Linked DNA regions of Sus scrofa: region 2 is linked to region 1. Evidence: chromatin contacts called from public Hi-C data. All regions are on one chromosome and are shown on one strand. The core of a region is the stretch at or near the end of the contact, and the rest is flanking DNA. Distances in the headings are between cores, read along the strand shown. Region 1 overlaps LARS2 (probable leucine--tRNA ligase, mitochondrial). Region 2 overlaps LIMD1 (LIM domain-containing protein 1).

Evidence for each region. A called contact is a pair of places that touch in the nucleus more often than the background predicts.
Region 2: a Hi-C map of retroperitoneal adipose tissue shows a contact between it and region 1, with 2.7 times the contacts expected there. The contact joins two enhancer-like sites. A contact is called at or near these places in 3 of 5 promoter capture datasets (fetal liver, fetal skeletal muscle and liver), 28 of 47 Hi-C or Micro-C datasets (adipose tissue, alveolar macrophages, blood and 14 more) and 1 of 2 datasets of contacts at active chromatin or transcription factors (skeletal muscle).

What each region holds. Positions count from the first base shown.
Region 1 is chr13:28,663,776-28,667,110 of Sscrofa11.1, reverse strand. It overlaps LARS2 (probable leucine--tRNA ligase, mitochondrial), which reads right to left. Exons shown (of 21, transcript XM_021068636.1): 15 at 2,110-2,210. Among named protein-coding and RNA genes, the nearest start is that of LIMD1, 65 kb to the left of the region's middle. Within about 2 kb of position 1,875, at least 9 of the 83 cell types and tissues checked have an H3K27ac peak or open chromatin away from gene starts, as enhancers often do. A contact at or near this core is called in omental adipose tissue and retroperitoneal adipose tissue, where this site is marked.
Region 2 is chr13:28,777,682-28,781,216 of Sscrofa11.1, reverse strand. All of the region lies in intron 2 of LIMD1 (LIM domain-containing protein 1), which reads right to left. Among named protein-coding and RNA genes, the nearest start is that of TRNAR-ACG, 37 kb to the left of the region's middle. Within about 2 kb of position 1,951, at least 11 of the 83 cell types and tissues checked have an H3K27ac peak or open chromatin away from gene starts, as enhancers often do. A contact at or near this core is called in omental adipose tissue and retroperitoneal adipose tissue, where this site is marked.

The DNA.
Region 1 (3,335 bases), core at 626-3,125:
ATCTTTCATGAATATATATGACATGTACGACAGCCTGTGCCATCTTCTTCTCAATTTCAAAATAAGACAGTGATTTCCCTCTTTATAAAAAGGAAATTACTCATATACAAAAAAGATAAGTAGAAGAGAATAAGAAAGGCTGGCATACTGCTCTTTCCTTTACACATTCAGGGTCTCCCCTGGAAGCTGGCAGCTGACCCATCAGGGTCTCGGAGCAGCAAAGCACCTGAGAGGTCACTTCACCTGGAGGTTAGGTGTTCCTGTCCATGCTAAAGTCACCATCAGGGCCCACGGTAAGTGTGGTGTCCCTTTGCAGAGCCCTGTTCTCCGTCTCCTTCCCACCCACACCCCTGGTCCAGATGGTGCTGATGGAGGCCCCCCATGGCCGTGTTCGGATGAAGTGACTGTGTTGTTGCGCTCCAGCGGTTGGACCAGGAGGGATGTTTGATGAGGCTAAGCCTCTGTCTCAGGAACTGGAACTAAGAGGCAGAAACTGTTTCCGTGCTGTTCGGCACTGGAACCAGAAGGTCCTAAAGAGAAAGGGCAAGACTTGGCCCTGCGGCTGCCCAAGATCACTGTGTAAACTGAAATTGGGGAGAGCAGAATCCAGGCCTGGCAGAGGAAGGAGAACAGAGCGGAAGAATTGACAGGTGCTGGAAAAGGAACTAGAGGCTTGAGAAAGAGAGAGGAGAGGGGTGGCCTGGCGGCCTCCTACATGCCATATTTCCTACAGCTGATGTCCCTTATTCTGGTGCAAAAGTCGCTTTTAGGTGCATTTCTGTTCTTTCCAGCTAAATATTTCCCGACTCCAAGAGAAACCAAACTCCCAGAGGCCCGGCGTATACACCTACAAGCCAGCTCCACACATCCTGAGAGCCTCCCCACCAAGCAGATGGATGCCTGCCCTTGCTGATCCAAGCACGTATCCTCCCCCAGGGGCAAGTCTGCGTGGGAAGGGAAAAGATGCTCACGACATGGCCTGGCCCCATGACGTCTGAGCCAAGGGAGACTGACGTCCCAGATGTTTTATCCCGGCTGTGGTGAGGCCCAGGGAACCACTGCCCCCTCTAGCCGACACCCCAAGGCTGGGCTGTGACTAACCTTAACAACACTGCTGTGAAAATTAGGAAAAAGGTATCTTTCTGGGCAGAGAAGTTGAGACATTAGAAAAAGGTGCCCTCTCTTGGCAGAGGTGGCCCTGAGGTGTGTGGTCTGGCAAGTGTCTGGATTTTAGGCCCTGCTCACCCCCTTGGCTGGCTACCTTTGTGCAGTGCACAAACTGCACAGCTGTACAGGGCAGCCCTGCCCATGACAGACAGACAGCACTTCACTAGCAGTTGCGAGTTACATGGCCCTGAATTTAGCTCCTTTCCCACTTGTCTGTGTTGGAGAAACACTGCCAAATTCTGCTTCTCCAGCTCCGTTTCCTCCCATGGACCTTCCGTTTTACACTCTGGTAAAATGACTGCTTTAATTAGGCAATTCCATTGACTGTTCCCACCTAACCCTTCCTTCTAGTGATTGGCTTGGGAGGCTGTCTACCATTTAAGGAGTTGGTGGGTTTACTTAAATTCATTACGCACTGGTGATTCTATGTTTAATGGCCATAGTTTCTCACAGCTGCCTAATAATTTTCTAACACGTCATTTATGTGTATTCTAAGTGTACGTGATACACCCTCTTCCTGTCACCGGAAATTCTCTGAGGATGAGTGAAAACACAGGGTGAAAGGAAAAGCTGGAAGAGGGAAGCCCAGGGAGTCAGGGGGAGGTATTCCACCAGGGGGCGCTCTGGGCACTGTGGGAGCAGTAGTGTGGTGGTGGTCCCCTGAGGTTCTGAAACACCCGCCTAGATGGGCTACCAAATGCAGGCTAGGACAGCAGATGACCCAGTGCTGACTCTATGTTACCCTTCCAGAAGCTGAAATGACACTTGAGCTAGATGAGAAGGGGCTGGGAGCCTCAGGAGCTGCCCACAGCAAGCGAGGCCTTGAGACCATGAGGCTAAAGGAGCGCTCCCCTGGGTTCCCTGGCAGCTCAGCCTGGGCCGGCAGCGCCCACTGCTCAGTTCTCTGTGATCACCTGGCTGGGATGAGAGGGCCATTCTCACCTGTGAGATCCACTTCTTCTCGCTGGAGATACTGTCCAGATGGTAGGCGGAATGTCTGCCCCTTGATAAGGCCTTGGGCCAGCAGCTTATGAAAAGGCTCTCTGAGGAAAGATTAAGAGGAAAAGAAAACTGGGGTAGGAATTCAAAGCATCTGGAAAACAGCAGTACGAACCTTACCAGCTGCTGGGTAGAGATAACCACCTTCATAAAAACAGACAGGTGGACAAATGCCACTTATAAACCCAACTTGAATAAGTGGCCTCTTACACATAAACGATAAGAAAGTTAAGCCAAATTGGCAGAGATTAACTACTTTCCAATGTGGCGAAGTAGAAAGAATACCAGGTCTCAGGTCTGGAAGGCCTGGATCTGAATCTCTATTCTGCTTCTTAATGACTTTCATGAGCCAAGGCAAGTCACTTACTTGCACTGAGCATCAGTCCATTCATCTGTAAAATGGGGATGATAAAAACATGCCTTGGAGTTCCCACTGTGATGCAGTGGAAACAAATCTGAGTAGTACCCACGAGGATGAGGGTTCGATCACTGGCCCTGCTCAGTGGGTAAGGATCCGGCATTTCTGTGAGCTGTGGGGTAGGTCGCAGGTGCGGTTCAGATCCCATGCTGCTGTGTCTGTGGTGTAGGCCAGCAGTTGCATCTCCAATTTGACCCCTAGCCTGGGAAGTTCCATATGCTGTGGGTACAACCCTAAAAAAAGACAAACAAAATAAAATGAAAACCTACCTCAAAATGTTGCTGGGAGGATGAAATGAAATGACTGAAAATACTTGTAAATTTTAAACGACCACACAAATGTCAGTGATGTTGAGCCTGGTGTAAGGAAGGGCTCAAGAGGACACAGAAAGGTTTACATTGGGGTTTTGTTCAAGATTACTCTTCCCTTAAATTTTATACAGAGCCTGCTTACATTCACTTTAAAATGTTTAAATCATACAAACTATACATGAATGCACCTTTTCTGTTCAAATTCCCCACCCATGCCCCACCTTCCTAGGCCCATTCCCCTCTGACAAGGCCGTTACTATTAGTCGATGCAGGTCTGTTTCATTTTCAAACAGCTACCTAGTGTTTTACATATGGGTGGATGATAACTTATTTATAGTGCCTGTTTTTTCACAAGGTAGTGTTAGTCACACCCTTACTGGCTGCGCAGTGAAATACAAACGTTTTCTCTTAAGAGTACAAGCAGCAGTTGAGCCTCGTAC
Region 2 (3,535 bases), core at 702-3,201, 110 kb before region 1:
GTGTAAGTAAGTGGTAGGAGATAAGACAGAAAATAGATGCACTGAGAGTACAGAGGGGCCATCAAGAGTCTTTTGCAGGCTGGAAATCAGAGGCAGCAGGGAGTGTGGGCGAAAGGATACACACCACGGAGGAGAAATGGCCCATCAGCAGTGGGCAAAAAGCAGATTCACTGAAGAAGACAAGCACCTGGAGGGACAGAGAGCCTTCCACCTCCAGAACTGACCCACTCCACGAAAAGGCTCCAGGTGCTGCTGGACCACCAGCATCCTTTCAGCAAACACTTTGTTCTTAAGGTGACCTAGGCACATCTTTGTTCCAGGAAACCCAAAGAACCTGTCCAAATTATTTATATGTTAATCAGGAGTCTTTCAATTGCAAGTGACTAAAACCCAGTGCAAATGGAATCTTTTCTTTAACAAAGAAAAGTAATTAGTTCCAGTAATTAGGATGCCAGTGAGTGGTTGGCTTCAGAATTGTCCAGATCCCCGCAGGCCTAAGTGGTGTCACAAGTATGTCTCCTCCTATTTCTTTTTTTTGTTTTGTTTTGTTTTTTGTTGTTGTTGTTGTTGTTGTTGTTGCTATTTCTTGGGCCGCTCCCGCGGCATATGGAGGTTCCCAGGCTAGGGGTTGAATCGGAGCTGTAGCCACCAGCCTACGCCAGAGCCACAGCAACTCGGGATCCAAGCCGCGTCTGCAACCTACACCACAGCTCACGGCAACGCCGGATCGTTAACCCACTGAGCAAGGGCAGGGACCGAACCCTCAACCTCATGGTTCCTAGTCCGATTCGTTAACCACTGCGCCACGACGGGAACTCCTCCTCCTATTTCTCAACTGTGTTTGCCTCTGGGCTGGTTTCAGTCCCAAGAAGACTCTCCCTTTAGGTTGCCAGATAGCCACTGCAGTCAGCATCTTCTAAGATGGCCTCAGCGATCCTGCTATTTACGGTCTTATGTAATCCCTTCCCCTTGAGTAACTTGATTCCGATAAAAAAAATGGGCAATGTTTAAAAAAAAAAAAATACATTGCTGATGAGAAAGTAAAATGGTACAGCCACTTTGTAGAACATTCCCAAAACTCAAACATCGTTACCATATGACCCAGCAATTCCACACCTAAGTATCTATCCAAGAGAAGTGAAAAAATATGTCCACACAAAAATATGCACAGGAGGAGTCCTCTGGTGGCCTAGTGGTTACGGGCTTGGCATTGTCACTGCTATGGCTCAAGGTGCTTTTGTGCTTCAGGTTTGGTCCCTGGCCCAGGAGCTTCCGCAAACCCCAAGCATGGGGGAAAAAAAATGCCATGCCACAGGAATCTTCATAGCATCATTATTTATAATAGCCAAGAAGTGAATGGATAAATAAAATGTGGTCTATGCATACAATGAATTATTATTCAACCATAAAAAAATTAGGTTCTGATACAGGCTATAACACAGATGATGTGGATCATATTATGCTAAGTGAAAGAAGCCAGTTACAAAAGACCACATATTATATGATTCTTTTTATATGAAACAGCCAGAATAGGCAAGTCTATAGATGAGTGGTTGCTAAGGGCTAGAAAAGAGGGGTGGGGAATTGGGAGTGATAGCTTATGGATACAGGGCAATGGGTAAGCGCCAACTTTATGCCTTCCAACATTTATTTGGTATTAATCATGTGCTCAGTATTATACCAAAAGTGTCAGATCAAGGGTAAATCAAGAATAGTTAGACACTGTCCCCATTCTTTCTTGCCACTGTCTCTAGCCTGAGTGCCCTGGAGCCCACAGTCACACCAAACATCCCCTACTCCGGTGTCTTGTCACCCTCGTGCTTCTTCCCACCCAGGTACATACCACTCTCCTTGATTGCAGCTATGCAACCACTCTGGGGCTCTACTTCCTCTTATGGAAATGAGTGTGGTTGGGACACACGAAGGGCATGAGACAATGGAGCAAATATTCCACAGTGGCGCATAGCAGCACCCATGTCAGAGGCATGGCAGCACTGATGGAAACTGTCAGTATACATATGGGGAAGGCAGGGAAGGGAGATGGAGGGAGGGAGAGAGATTTATTGGTTATAAGGAGTTGGCTCACATGATTATGAGTGTTGACAAGCCCCAGATCTGCAGTCAGCAGGCTGGAGGCCCAGGACAGCAACGGTGCAGTTCCAGTCCAAACGCAGCTGTTCAAGGCAGACAGGCAGGAGGAAACCCCCTTACTCCAGGAGGGTCTGCTTTTGGATTCAGTTCAGTCCTTCAACTGATTGGGTGAGGACCACCCACATGAGGGGGAGCTTTACCCAGTCTACCGATTGCTGCTTCCATCTAGAAACACCCTCAGAAACACACCCAGAAAAATGTTTGACCAGACATAGGCACTCTGTGGCCCAGTCAAGTTGACACAAGATTAGTCATCAGGGGGCCAGACCAGAGTTGGGGATAGAAGTCTAAGAGAACATTTGAGCCAGAGAACTTTTGAGAAGAGATGCTCTTAGCAAAACGAGGGCGCCACGGAGACCTGAGCAGTGAATACGATGCCAGAATAAAGCTCAGACCTCCGTAGATCTCACTCCCTAAATCCAGGATTCTGGCTCTGAGATGAGACATCCAGTGCGACATCTTCATGCTAATTAGGGCAAAGTGCCCCCCACCCCATGTCAGAGCACTGCACTCTGCTCTCAGAGTCCAGGAGACACTGCACACCGCCAGGTCTCACCTTGGTCTGGGATTACTGGAGGAAAGGGTGCAGATCTCCCCCCAGACCATGCCTGTGCAAAGATCAGGCACCTGAAATGCAGATGTGGCAACTAAGGATGCAGGGCACATTGGAGTTACCCTCACGACACAGCTCAAAAATCCCATCCTCCTTTAATGTCACAGGCACTGATATTCCCCCACTGTTGGGACTTCACAGCCTCTGATTTGCATCAACAACGACTGATCTGGGAAACCAAGTCTGGTTCCACTTCCGGTGCACCCAGCAGAACTGGGTTTGCTGGAGAGGGACACACGACTCTCTGACCACAGGCCAAGTAAAAGCCTACCTCTCCTCCACCTCCACACTCCGACTCGCACAGCCCTTTGCCCAGCTCTGTCTATTTTGGTCGTTTCCTGATCTCACCCTCGCCCACTGATGTCCTCTGTGTGGACCCGCTCTCCTTTTCTCACATTCTTCCTCTTCAGCTTTTTCCCTAAATCCAGCTGACTCATCCCCTAAATGCTGAATATGATGAAAAATATTGGGATGACTCAACAGCTCAGAAATTCAGAGATCAAAAGCCTTAAAAAGGAACAGACTTCTGGGTTTTTGGTTTTTTCTTTTTTTTCTGGCTGTGCCTGTGGCATACAAAAGTTCCTAGACCAGGGATCAAACTGTGCCCCAGCAGTGACAATTCCAGATCTTTATCCCACTGCACCACCAGGGAACTCCAGAAACAGACTTCCAATCAAAGTTCTGAATCCATTTCTCCCCTATGGGGGCATCCGACTCCCTACTGAATTCTAGCTCCCCCCCTTCCAAGTCTCAGGGCACTCTTATGAATTC